Linked DNA regions of Mus musculus: region 2 is linked to region 1. A link is a contact called in public Hi-C data. All regions are on one chromosome and are shown on one strand. Each heading gives the region's core, a stretch centred on a gene start, on an enhancer-like site or on the middle of the called end of the contact. The rest is flanking DNA. Distances are from core to core; before and after follow the strand shown.

What was found. A called contact is a pair of places that touch in the nucleus more often than the background predicts.
Region 2: a contact with region 1 is called in a Hi-C map of rod photoreceptor, with 1.8 times the contacts expected there. The contact joins two enhancer-like sites. A contact is called at or near these places in 2 of 484 Hi-C or Micro-C datasets (nephron progenitors and rod photoreceptor), 4 of 115 datasets of contacts at active chromatin or transcription factors (embryonic basal ganglia, embryonic limb bud, embryonic stem cells and 1 more) and 2 of 9 other capture datasets (embryonic stem cells and embryonic trunk).

The regions. Positions count from the first base shown.
Region 1 is chr4:148,771,380-148,777,473 of GRCm38.p6, forward strand. No RefSeq gene overlaps it. Among named protein-coding and RNA genes, the nearest start is that of Gm42350, 11 kb to the right of the region's middle. Within about 2 kb of position 3,627, at least 13 of the 459 cell types and tissues checked have an H3K27ac peak or open chromatin away from gene starts, as enhancers often do. A contact at or near this core is called in rod photoreceptor, where this site is marked.
Region 2 is chr4:148,983,807-148,989,900 of GRCm38.p6, forward strand. Pex14 (peroxisomal biogenesis factor 14) reads right to left here. Exons shown (of 9, transcript NM_019781.3): 4 at 231-359. Among named protein-coding and RNA genes, the nearest start is that of Gm42351, 24 kb to the right of the region's middle. RefSeq lists an enhancer at 928-3,445. Within about 2 kb of position 3,040, at least 23 of the 459 cell types and tissues checked have an H3K27ac peak or open chromatin away from gene starts, as enhancers often do. A contact at or near this core is called in rod photoreceptor, where this site is marked.

The DNA.
Region 1 (6,094 bases), core at 2,377-4,876:
CTGGGCTAATGAAAGAGGCTTCTCTTCTGGCAAAAAGAGAAAAACAAACAAAAATCAACAACCTGCAAGGGGGCATTAACTTTTCATGAGCTCTCTCCCCAGTGACACCCCGCCCCGGCTCACCCCGGGCAGCGCCAAGCCCCCTCCTTCCCTATTTCTCTCAGGAGCCAGGCTGGGCTGAAAGAGTGAGGACGCAGCTGGAGGGGTCCTGATTCTTTGAGAGTGTCTTCTTGGGGTTTCTTTGTGGGACACCTGCCAGTCTTAGGGAAGAGGGAGCTCTAAGGGTTTGGGGGAGCTTCCGTGGAGGGCTCTGGGGGTGGAGTACCAGCGCCGGGCAGCAGGTGGGAGTGGATGCAGTCCAGAGCTAGTGAGAGAGGAAAGGATGAGTTCAGGGGTCCGGTTCCGGTCTCAACAACCTGCAATAAGCCTCGCCCCCCAGTCCTAGCTCCCCTGTGCCTGACTGCAAATGGCTAGAGAAAAGGGCACGAAGCGCCGCTCTTTCTCTCTCTTTGTGGTGTCCTGGAGAGCCATTGGCTGCTGCCTGTGATATCCTGAGAGATGCGACAATTAATTTTCTTTTAATCAAGGTCGGATGAAGTAAATCGGCGCGGCTGTGCAGCCCTTCATTTTCTGTTTTTGCAGTGGTGCAAAACAAATATGATCAAATTATACTCCTTCTCACCTTATTGAATTAGGAAGCATGACTGATCAGAGGGAGTGGAGATGCACGATACTAGGTGGAGCGCCCCCTCTTTCCCTGACCCAGCTTCCATCTCTCGGGGGTCACTGGGACTTAGGGACCCCTGGAGGATAACAGAAGACAGTACTCAGCATAGTGGGTGCTCAGCAAAGGCATGTGAAAGAATGAATGAATGAGTTGAATGAATGAATGATGCAGTGATAACCTTGGGTCCTTTATGGCTTTTAAATTTTTAGTGTGTGTGTGTGTGTTCAAGTATGTGCATGCTGTGACATCTTTTTAGGTCACAGAACAACTTTTGGGAGTCCTCTCACCCATATGAGTTCTGGGAACTGAACTAAGTGGTTAGGCAGAACGTCTCTGCCAGCTTTCCACCTTTGCTTTGCTTTTTTTTTTTTTTTTTAAGACAGGGTTTCTATTTGTAGCCCTGGCTGTCCTGGAACTCACTCTGTAGACCAGGCTGGCCTCGAACTCAGAAATCCACCTGCCTCTGGCTCCTGAGTACTGGTATTAAAGGTGTGTGCCACCACTGCCCAGTCCACCTTTGCTTTTGAGGCAGGCAGGGTCTCTCTGCTGCACTGGCGTTTGCTTTATCACTGTTGCTGTGATAAAGAGCTCTGGAGAGGGCTTGCTTCAGCTTGTACTTCCAGGTCACAGTCCATCACCGAGAGAAGTCAGCGAGCTCACGCAGGAACTGAAGCAGAGTCCAGGAAGTGCTGTGTCCTGGCCGGTTATCTGGCTTGTACCCAGTTAGCTTTCTTACACAACCCAGACCCACCTGCCTGGGGATGGTGCCACCCACAGTGGGCTTGGCCCTTCCCCATCAGTCATAAGTCAAGATACTCTTTCACAGCAGTGGCCACAGGCCCATCTGATCTGGGAAGTTCCTCAATTGAGCTTCCCTCTTCCAAGGTGACTCTATGGTTACATAAAAACTAACCAGCGCAGCTGGGTGCCCCAGGCTCACTGGCCTGCTAGCTTTTGGGGGAATTCGTCAACCCCTGTCTCTAGCCTCACTGAAGGATTGCTGGAGTTACAGACATGCACCATAGTGTCCAGATTCTGCAAAAATCTCAGGGATTCGAACTCAGGTTGTTAGGTTTGTGCAGCAGACACCTTTTAGCCATTTATCTCTCCCCGTTGAGACAGAGCTGTATATGGGCCAGGCTGGCCTCAAACATGTGGCTGTGGATGATCTCAGACTCCTGGTCCTCCTGCTTCTGTCTTCCCAGGGCTGGGATTACAGGGGGAGCTGCCATGCCCAGTTCGTGTGGGGCATATTAGGCAAGCCCTCTACCAGATGACAGCCATCACTGAGAAAACGTTTGGGAGAATCTGAAAGGGTAAATTGGCGTTGGCTCAGGGACCTCAGGGAGAGAGCTGCCAAGGTCCTCTAAGATTAGAGTTTGCCTAGAAGGAGAGTCACCTGGGCCCAGGTCTCGGCTCCATCCTAAGACATATTAGTTTTTTTTGTCACCGACCTTAAACTGAGGATGAACATGTCAATCAAGCCGGGGCTAGATGAGGTAACAGTCTATGGGAGATGACCTCACACAGTGGGCGTGCAGCGCCCGTCACCTGGCATCATCACCTTTTATTAACATGTGTTTATTTCTGATACAAAAAGCAGTTGGGCTGGGTTGGGAAAGGCCCTGAGTACCGTGCCCAGAAAGAGATGGCTTTCCCACCCTGTGGTGGGCCTGACCCATGGTACTCAGAGCAGAGCAGGCAATGTAGGTGTCTACATATGAATTCATCTTGCAGATGCCAGGAGATGGGGAAGGCCCTCCTGAGCGTCCTCTTCTAGAGTGAAGTCCTTCTAACCCAGGGCTTAGATGGGCTATTCCCCTTCTATGTGGGTCTCTGCCTACCTTGAGGTTGCTGGGGGCCTTCTGATGTGTGGTGCTAAGGGTTTGTGGAAATGTCCTGCCTCTGTGCTGTGGTCACAATTCTGCGGTGGAGGAGGGGTCACTGATAACACACACGGTCATTGTTCTTTGGAAGATTTCAGCCTGGCTCATCACACACGGTGATAAATCCCAGGGAGAAGCAAGCAAGGTGATACCTACACATGAGCACATACACACTCATAGAGAAAGAAGGCACAGGAGGGTTGGGGGAAGGGAAGGGAAGAGGAAAGGGGAGGGAGAAGAAGCCTCCAGAAGCAAAGCTGCTAACCCAGGGCTTGGATGGAGATGAGCGGCTTAGACAGCATACTGAGCCAGCATGGGGGGGGGTGGGGGGGCTTGGGAGAGGCAGAGAGTTTCTGATTTTCGGGGGAGTCACAGTGAAGGCGAAGAGAAAGGGAATTTATCTGGAAGGTTCAGGGCTGAGGTGAATCCCTGGGGCATACGGACAGATGGATCCGTTTGTCATCCGTTTGTCATTCCAGAGAGTGAGGCCTATAAGAATCAACCTCAACCTCTGAGACCCAAAAATCTCTGGAAAGCCTCTCTGAGTACACCAGGGTCCACCTAGGCCCATAGAAGTCTCTGGAGGGGATAATAAGGTCCGAGGCTCATGCTGTAGGCTAGGAGTAGACTGGGCACCTGTGGCGAGAGGCAGGTGCTGGGTTTCCCAGTTTTATTATGTTGGGATCTTGTGACCTTCAACTTCTCTAAGGCCTTGCTAGGTCTCCATCCCTCTGGGCCTCTCCTACCTCAGGGGAGTCAGCTGACTGGCTCTGGGTCCTCATCCCAGACTGGGGTGTGAAGACAGCCCTGGGGTAGATGGGTGACCCCGGGCATCGTTCCATAACCTCCCTGGCATGTGCTGGCCATGCCCGTGGGCCTGTGCCATACACGGCCTGTGGGACCAGTCTCTGGGTGGAGGACTTTTCTTCGCAGCTGAGTCATTGCTCCCAGGGTGCAGCAGTGACCCAGATGGGGCAAGATCATGACATATATTTATCTCTGCCATCTTCCCAGTACCTTCCCCTTCCCTTCCTCTTCCTGCCCCATCCCCCTCTCCCTCCTCCTTGGGTGTGACACCTGACCTTCCTACTCAGCCCCAGATCTCTCCTGTGCTAAACAAGGTCCTCTGCCTAGGCTTTCTGTCTTCTTCTCTGCTCATTGACAAGAGTCATAGCTGCCACTAATTGAAGGCTGACCAATTACCAGCCACTTTGCACATATTACATTTAATCCATTTGCCAGGCTGACTGTTACTATTATTATCCCCATTTTACAGATGCCAAAAAGAAGGCTCAGAGTTGAGTGGCTTGCCCAAGGTTAGGACTAGGAGTGGGTAAACTGGGTGGGACAGATGCCAATGGTTGTTACCCTCCTATGATGCTTTGTTCCCTCCCATCCTAACTTCCTAGGGGTCCTTCCTCATGGCTCTCAGAGCTCCTTGCCCCAAGGACCTCTGCCTGCTTCCCATTAACACTCACTTGTCCCAGATCCCAACTCATGCCATCCATTCAACCAACTAGTTCAAGTTCCCAGGACCTTGTGAAATTGGGCAGAGGACTGGTCCAGAGTCCAGGCCAGAGGAGGAGAGAAAATCCCCCAGTGTGAACCCCTCAGCCTGCTCCAGAATAGAATAGGGACAGGGCTGGAGCTGTGCCCACTACCAGCTGCTACCCTCCCCAGACAGGGCTGGGGACTCCTGCATGGAAGTAATGCACAGGGAAGGGGGAGGGGGAGAGGGGAAGGGAAGGGAAGGGGGGGTGCCGGGGCACCCAGCTGGTGAGCAGTGATCCTTCCTTATCCTGCATCAGCCCATCCTCCTGCCTCCTCAGGCTGGAGTTTCATGGCACGGCTCACTTTCACTTTGGTCTTTGATCACTTCAGGGTTGAACAGTTAGGCAAGGGAGTCCTGGGGTTGGGAGGGGCTAGGAAGACTGGATCCTGAGGTGAGACCCCCCCCCCACTCCTCTGTCTCCTCTGCCATCAGATGAGGTGCTCAGAGGACGAGGAGCCAATCTGAGCACTGCCTCTGTCCTCTTGGGACTATCCCCATGACTGTCTTCCCAATGAAAATAACTTTGCTGGATTATTTCATCATCTGTGTCGGTTGCATGAGATCTAGGCAACGCAGAGAGGCAGTGACAATCTGCGCAAAGATCTCTCCTGGTTCTGTGGACGGGAGCCCTCTGTCCCTGCCGCTGGGTCCAAGCTTTTGCCTCCAGTGTGTTTTGAATGTTTCTCTCTGTCGCCACTTTAAATGCTGTGTTTGGGGATCACGCATGACCCCTGAGGCTTCCACTAGTTCCTGCTCTCGAGCTGTTTCCAGCCTTGGGGTCAGTAGCTGTCCCTTTTTGAGTCTCCTCTCCAGGTTCTTCATGCAAGAGCCATCTCAGGGCCACCTCTCCCTGCTCTGGGCTCACCGCGTTGTGAGCTGCTGTGAGTAGCCAGTAGAAGAAACTTGGGTGGGAAGTCAAGGCATCCAGGTTTGTCCACTGCCCTGTGTGTGCCAACCATGTGGACAGGACTAACCTCTTCACCCTGTGAACCCCAGGTTTCCAGTGATGAAGCAGGGGTAGATTAGACACCTGCTCGGCAGGGCCGCTCTGAGGAAGCCATGGTTTCAGGGAGATGAGCCTGCTCACTCTGACTCGTCCTGGGCTTTGGGATGTCACTGAGAGAGGCTGAGATGAAACCCAGGCAGGAAAAGGAGGGTGTGTCTGGGTAGGATGAGGCAGGCAGCCTGAGCCATGGTGGGAGGGGCTCAGCAGGATCCCTTCACCCTCACAGCCTTGCTCCCCCACCATCTCTTCACGCTGAGAACGGAACCCAGGGCCTCAGGCATCTGAGGCCGTTGCTCCTCCACTGAGCCGCTCCTCCAGCTCCAGTCTGATTTTTGTTCCACACTTCAAAAGCCACGCACTGGCTCAGTAGAAAGAACACTTGCTGGGGAAGTGTGGAGAGCTAGGTTGAAATCTTTAGAACTCTTTTAAAAAGTTAGGCATGCCCACAGACCTGTAACCCAGCATTGTGGCAGGCAGAAGAAGAGAAGGCCTGCGTGGGGGTGTAGGCTGCTGGCTTGGCTCTAGGTGCACTGAGGCACCCTGACTTGAGGGGACGAAGAAGAGAATCCTAGAAGAGGACTCCCCATATACTCCCCCAGACTCCACAGATACGTATGGGTACATACACACATACTAAAACACATCACATACACACATATACATATATACACGTACCAAATACATACATACCATACATGCACACCCATACATACCCATACCACATACACACACAAATGCCACATACACACATATACATACTGTATACACACATACCATACACATACACACACACACTGCATACGCACATACCACATACACATATGCACACAAATATACACACACAACACATATGCACACATACACCACACACCACACATACACACACATACACCACACACACACCACACACACACCACACACAC
Region 2 (6,094 bases), core at 1,790-4,289, 210 kb after region 1:
ACAAACGGCCGGCTCCTGCTCCCCTGCAACCTTTAGCACACACTTAAAACCGTGTCTAGATGAGTTTGAGTGCGCCACGTTTTTATACCTAGAAAACCTTATGAGCTTTTTGCATCAAATGGAAAACCCAAGTTCTCCCAATTTGCTGAGGTGGGAGCTTTGGAGCACTGCTCTTAGCCAGTGTCTTGACTCCCAGCTGGGGTAAGCAGGACTTGGAACAGGTGACTTACTGTATGGCTGCGGAGTGAGGTGAGGGGGCTGGACAGGAACCACTGGGGTAGCTGGGCCCAGGGGTGAAGGCTCGTCGGCAGCTGTGCCCGACTGCTGGAAAGCCAGGTCAATCTCTTCGTCTGTCAGTCCTAGAGAGAAGAGCAAAGGACACTCATGAGTATCTCTTGCCAGCGACCCACCCTCAGCAAAATCTTCCTCTGCAAGCAGGCCCTGACGGCCACAGAGCGCGCCTTGCATTTGAGTGTGCTGCCTCCTCGATTTCGGATTCTTGGGAACCTCTCTCTGTCGCAATTTAACCTTAAGCGACAGAATATTAGCCTCAACACTGCTTCCAAATGTGGCTCATTCAATTTCCTTAATTTATCCTTGAGTTTATTGCTGCTTTTGAAGTCGCTCCGTACTGCAATTCTCCATTCTTCCCCCGAAAACAGATACCATCAACTGCAAATGTGGCTCATTTTAATCTGTAATGGTGTTAAAAAAAGAGGGGAAAAAACTAACAATAATGCACGAAAACAGACAGGGAAACAAAAAACTAATTATTGGGTGAGACGACTAATTAGTCTAGATCGTTTCCGAAGACGGGAATAATTTGCTTTATTTTATGACAAATGCAGAAATAAAAAGAAAAATCAGGACTGACTGTGATTAGTATGAATGGGATATAGAATGTAAAGAAGAAAATAAAACAAGAAAACAGAGCAAAACGAGACCGGGCCCACGCTCTTGGATGACTATTGCTCCAGCCTATCCCAGGCTGCCTGGATCGCCTTTGGCTAGTTCCTCCCCCCACCCCCCACCCCCCTTTAATCCTCTGATGCTCTAAACTACACTGCACACAGGGCATCAGGAAATCGCAGGGCGCCATCTGCAGTGGTTATAGCATGTGGAAAGGATTTGCCAAGAAGGAAGGGAGAGCCAGTGAAAGTCCAGGCTCCTAACCTAGCAGGCTGGGAGCAGAGAGGTATTCAGAGGGCCTGAGGCCGACTGGGGGACCGATGGTAAAGGAGGAGGGCTCCATAGGACTAAAGTGTAGAGCCCAGGTTTGCAACAAGATTCCTACAGGGCCCACTCGGGAAGTAATGGTGTATACAAAGAGATCTACTGCCGAGGGTGAAAAGCAGGTGAGAGGTCACTGCTAGCATGCAGAAGACAACTCAAGCTGGTCCAGGCTGTTCCGGGAATCCCAATATCCAATAGAGCCACAACACAGAGCTTTTAAACCGGGGCCAAGAGCTTTTCCACATCTGGTCGGCAGCTCTCCATTAGAGGCCCACAGCACAGTATACTTGCCCCTGGGGGTGGATGAAGTACAAGGCGGTTCTGAGGATCAGCATCTTCAAAGTGTGGGGCCTCGCACTCTGTGCCTGGGGGCTAATACGTGGTATACATTAATGCTTTAGAGCACAGCTCGGCCCTGTACCATATTGGCCTGAGTCGATGCTAGCCATCCCTCAGACTTTTCATGCCCCACTGCAAACGGTCAAGGGAGTGCCTCAACTACGCAAAATGGCCCTTGACCTCTCTCCTTTCACGAGGCAGCAGCACTTCCTCTTCACACACAGGAGCCAGACAGAAGCAAGCAAGCAAGCCCTGCTGTGGGTCGTGGGCCATGGGTCGGCATTCACCCAGCCAGAGGGAAGGAGGTCAGGCGATAGAGCAGCAGAGCATCCCAGGCTGCGCAGGACAAGGGCATCCCCACTTCCTGCACAGCTTGCCACAAACAGGATGCATTTGTTGTTGTTTCTTCTCCCCAGAGCAGGAGTAGGCCAGACAGACAAGCCAGGTAAAAGTGAGGACACAGATCCCCGGAGCCTGTGCCTCTTGGGCTCGTTCGCCTGTCAGTCACTGCTGATGGCTCTTCCTAAATAGGAAGGGGCACCGCTCTCCTCTCCAAGCCGGGAAGGAGGACGGTGCTTTTCCCAGTCCACTGCAGAGGAGAGGAAGCAGCATCTGCGACATCAGCACAGGCTGCTGGTCACTGGCACACCACGGAATTCTCTAAACCTGGTGGATCATGTGCCTTGTCAGCTGCTGGCTGCAAATGAGGATAATTCTCCCAAAAGGAGCATTCAGTTGCATTCTCATTTCCCTTCTGGCTCTTTCAAATATAAACAAGTACGATAATGCTTAACGCTGGGGAAATATACAGCAAGTTACAGGCTGCGCCTCGGCCTCGAGAGCTGGCGCTGGTTAAAGGAACAGGACCTTCTGCCGGCTGTTCTGCCCTCTGGCCCCAAGCTTTTACCAAGACTATTCTCCTAATAAAAGCCAGCTTGCATTCCCTCAGCCGAGCCCACCAGTGAGGTGAGGGTTCCAATGCCATCGGCACTTCCTTCCGGGCTCTTGCTTCTCATTTGGTGCTATAACTCTACACTGGCTGGAATTCCAATATACCTAGTTCTCCAGAAAAGGCAGGGGCTTGATTTAGTTTCAATAAATGAGTCATTTTTCTTAAGAAGAATGGGGTGGGGGAGAACACATAATTTTCGAGTGCTACCCCTACCATTTCCCCTGAGGTGGGGGTGAAGGCCGTCTAGGTCTGACTTGTCTTGGAGAACAGAGGCAACCAGAGTTATAAGCATCAGACGGCAACTTCACTCAAGGCTGTCAGGGTTTAGAGAGGGATTAAACTCCTTTCTCCCATGGCACCCTGGACCCCACCTGTGGATAAGAGCCAATGCTAGTTCCTGTGGATATAGAAACATGGGCTACAGACAACCTGGGGCAGACCTGCAAATGGTAACTGGATGACATTTCAACAACGCCAGAGTGAGAAGCATGGTGCATCCTCACCCTCACCTCACCCCAGACATTCCTCACAGAGCAGCGCCCTGCTTCCCTGAGAGTCCTCACTCACGCAGCACTGGATTCTATTTACGGAGCTAAGTGGAGGAAGACCAAGTCGGGGGTCGGTCACTTCTCTCTGGATCAAGACTCGCTATCTACTCAGCCACTGGCTCCTGGTCCAGAGAGGACCCTACCTCTGTGATAAACTGTTGCCACAGGACCCATGAATAAGCATCCAGGTGCCCTACCCCCATCTTTCCTACACACCCGCAGGATAAACAATGCAGGGCTTTGATTGAGACCTTGCAGAATCCAAAAGGTTAAAAGGAATAATAAAGGAAACTGCCAATTGTAAGTGAATTATATTTGGCTCTGAAAGCCAAGGAAGGCACCGGCTATATTATAAAGGCATCTCTCTGCGGTGTTTACCATCACCCTGACTAATGCAGACCTTTTTTGTTGTTGTTGTTTTAAATAATCTCATGCAAATTAGACACACACACTTCCTTCCAGTTGATTGCTATCTGTGAGGAATAATCTAATCGCAAAGGGACTGAGCAATGGCTGAACAGAACAGAGAGCAGAGGACTTTGCCATTCTGCAGGCGGCAAGCAAGCCTCCTGCTCCCTCCCTATCTATCTGCCTTTGGAAGAGTTAGTTCATTCTGATAAGGTTACATTTTTCTCTTAGCTGAGGGGTAGACTGGTTATCTGACACCACTAGGACTTGGCATTTTAATCTTCTTCCAGCAATTCCCTTCCACCATGGGTGATCCTTCTAGAGTTCCCACCCTACCATCTACTACTAGGAAAGAATGACTAAGGAAGTCCTGCCCGCTCCTCTCAGGGAAAGAACAGGAGCACTGTTTAGGAGGAAGAGCAGTGGCCAGAGGCTGGGCCGGCCCAGAGATCCTCCCTGACTTGCAAGGCCCTGGGCTGCCTAATCTGCAAAGCCCTCCAAGGTCCCCAGCACCTTTCCTATTCCCTTGGTTCGCTCCAAACTACTTCCCCAAACATCAGGAAGTTACCACTGCTGCCCCTGTGGAGATTTCTTCTCCCTAGAGGGCTACATTTAAAAGAATGGAGAGAAGGAACGGCTTTGCAGTGACCACAGAGGTGGGCTCCAACGCCATCTGAACTGGACTCAGGACAGTCACACCTGCCTATTTTTTATATCCTAGCATATAAACAACCTGCTTTCTTTTCCTAAAGGTTTCTATTAGAAAGCAAACAGAAGCCAAAGATGTGTGTGTGCACGCGCGTGCGCGTGCGCGCGTGTGTGATCATGATGCCCATGTCCTTTCCCGGCAGGATGATGGTTTCCTGTGAGGCTGGCTGCACAAGGACTTCTCAGATCAAGCAACTCCACACTTACTGCAGTGCCTGCTGGGCACAGCTCTGGGCCTGACTCGAGGTGAAACAGAAACCTGACAGGTGACAGCAGTGTTCTCTGCATTGTGTGGGGCAAGCGACCAAGACCGAAGGGCTAGGAATGGTTTGAAAATATGGGAGGCAATGAACCCCGGCCGTACCTTCCAGTCTGGACCAGACTTTATAATCAAACTGTAGAGAACAAGAGGAAATGGAGGGGGGGCATACAGCCCAGGGAGGCAGCGAAGGGCCCAGAACTCAGATCATCTTCCTCCATCTACAGCCCCTCCATTTCTGAGTCAACTAAGACTCTGAAACAGAGCAGGGTCACCTCTCTCAGAACACAACTAGTTATCTGCTTGGCACATTCCAGGAGGAGATGAGGCAGGAAGACAGCTGGCTAAAGATATTCCCCAAATTAAAAGAAAAATCAACTCCCTCAGAATGGGCTCAGGGAGGGAAAGGGAAAAAGTATTCTTCCTTTATTAACATTTTGTTGGAACAGTAGAGTACAATAAGGACTCTCGGAGCCTCTAAAAGTCGTTGGATGACCTGTGGACCCCTATTTCCCAGTGCCTTGTATAAAATTGAATTTTTTAAACATAAATTACACGTAATGACGACACTGTAAAAACTAACAGTAATGGAAAGCTGTGCTGTATTTCATTAGCCTGTATTATTCCGTGCCACCTGATCCAGCCGGGCCTTGTTTATGAGTTAGTGTGCTAGCAGATGCCGATGGAAGCATTTGCTTCGACCTTGCTCTTCTCATTGGGGCATGAAATTACGACGGCAGCACCTTGATATTACAGCCATAAATACAGTAAACTGCAAATTTAAGCCAACGGCTCCTATTGTCTCTGAACATAAAGCTGATCGGTATTTATTTAAAAGGAGAACAAAAAAAATATTATATATCACCTTGTTTATGGGGCCGCCCCACCCACTCTCTTATCCCCTCCCCCAGCTCCCCAACCTGTCTAATCCGCTAGGTTAAAATATTAAGCAAATAAGCCAAAGCTCCCTTCTCTGATGATAACTATTCCCCAAGCAGCAAGGACCAGTTTTTGAGAAAAACAGTTCTAAATATCACTAGTCTGAATGAAAGTTTTTATGCAAATTGAGCTGGAGTGGGCTGGCTCTCCTGATCTTGATATTAATGTGTAACTTCAAGAATGGGATGAAGACTTTCCCCTCTCCTCAAATGGCTGGCGTCTGTACAACTGAAGGAAAAGTTGCTGCTGATGCCTTGAAACTGGATGCTCTCTCAGTATCCTTCTGAAAACTGTTCCGTAGAAAGGCTGCTTCGGAGACAGCAAAACACTGCCTCCTGCCACCCAGGGAAAGAAAGATATTTACCCACGAATGTAATTCTCATCTCAGCACAGAGCACTCAGACCTCTCATTAAAACTTGCACCAATCCCTTCCTTATCCCGGTGACCCATAAAGACAATACATCCTTTAAATATATCAAACGTGCAAGAAAACCAAGCAAAGGCGCAAGGACACTGGTCTCCCGCAGGCGCCTCTCCCAGTAAATCACTGAGTAAGAAGCCAGTGCACCACGTAGTTCACTGCCGGCGGCTTACAGACTCGGAGACCTGGCAGGAGACAAGACGGGGCTGCTTTCCCTGTGTAAGGAAGAGGGTCCTTGAGGAGACAGAGGAGCTATGAACACTCAGCCACAGCCAGGTGTGGTGCT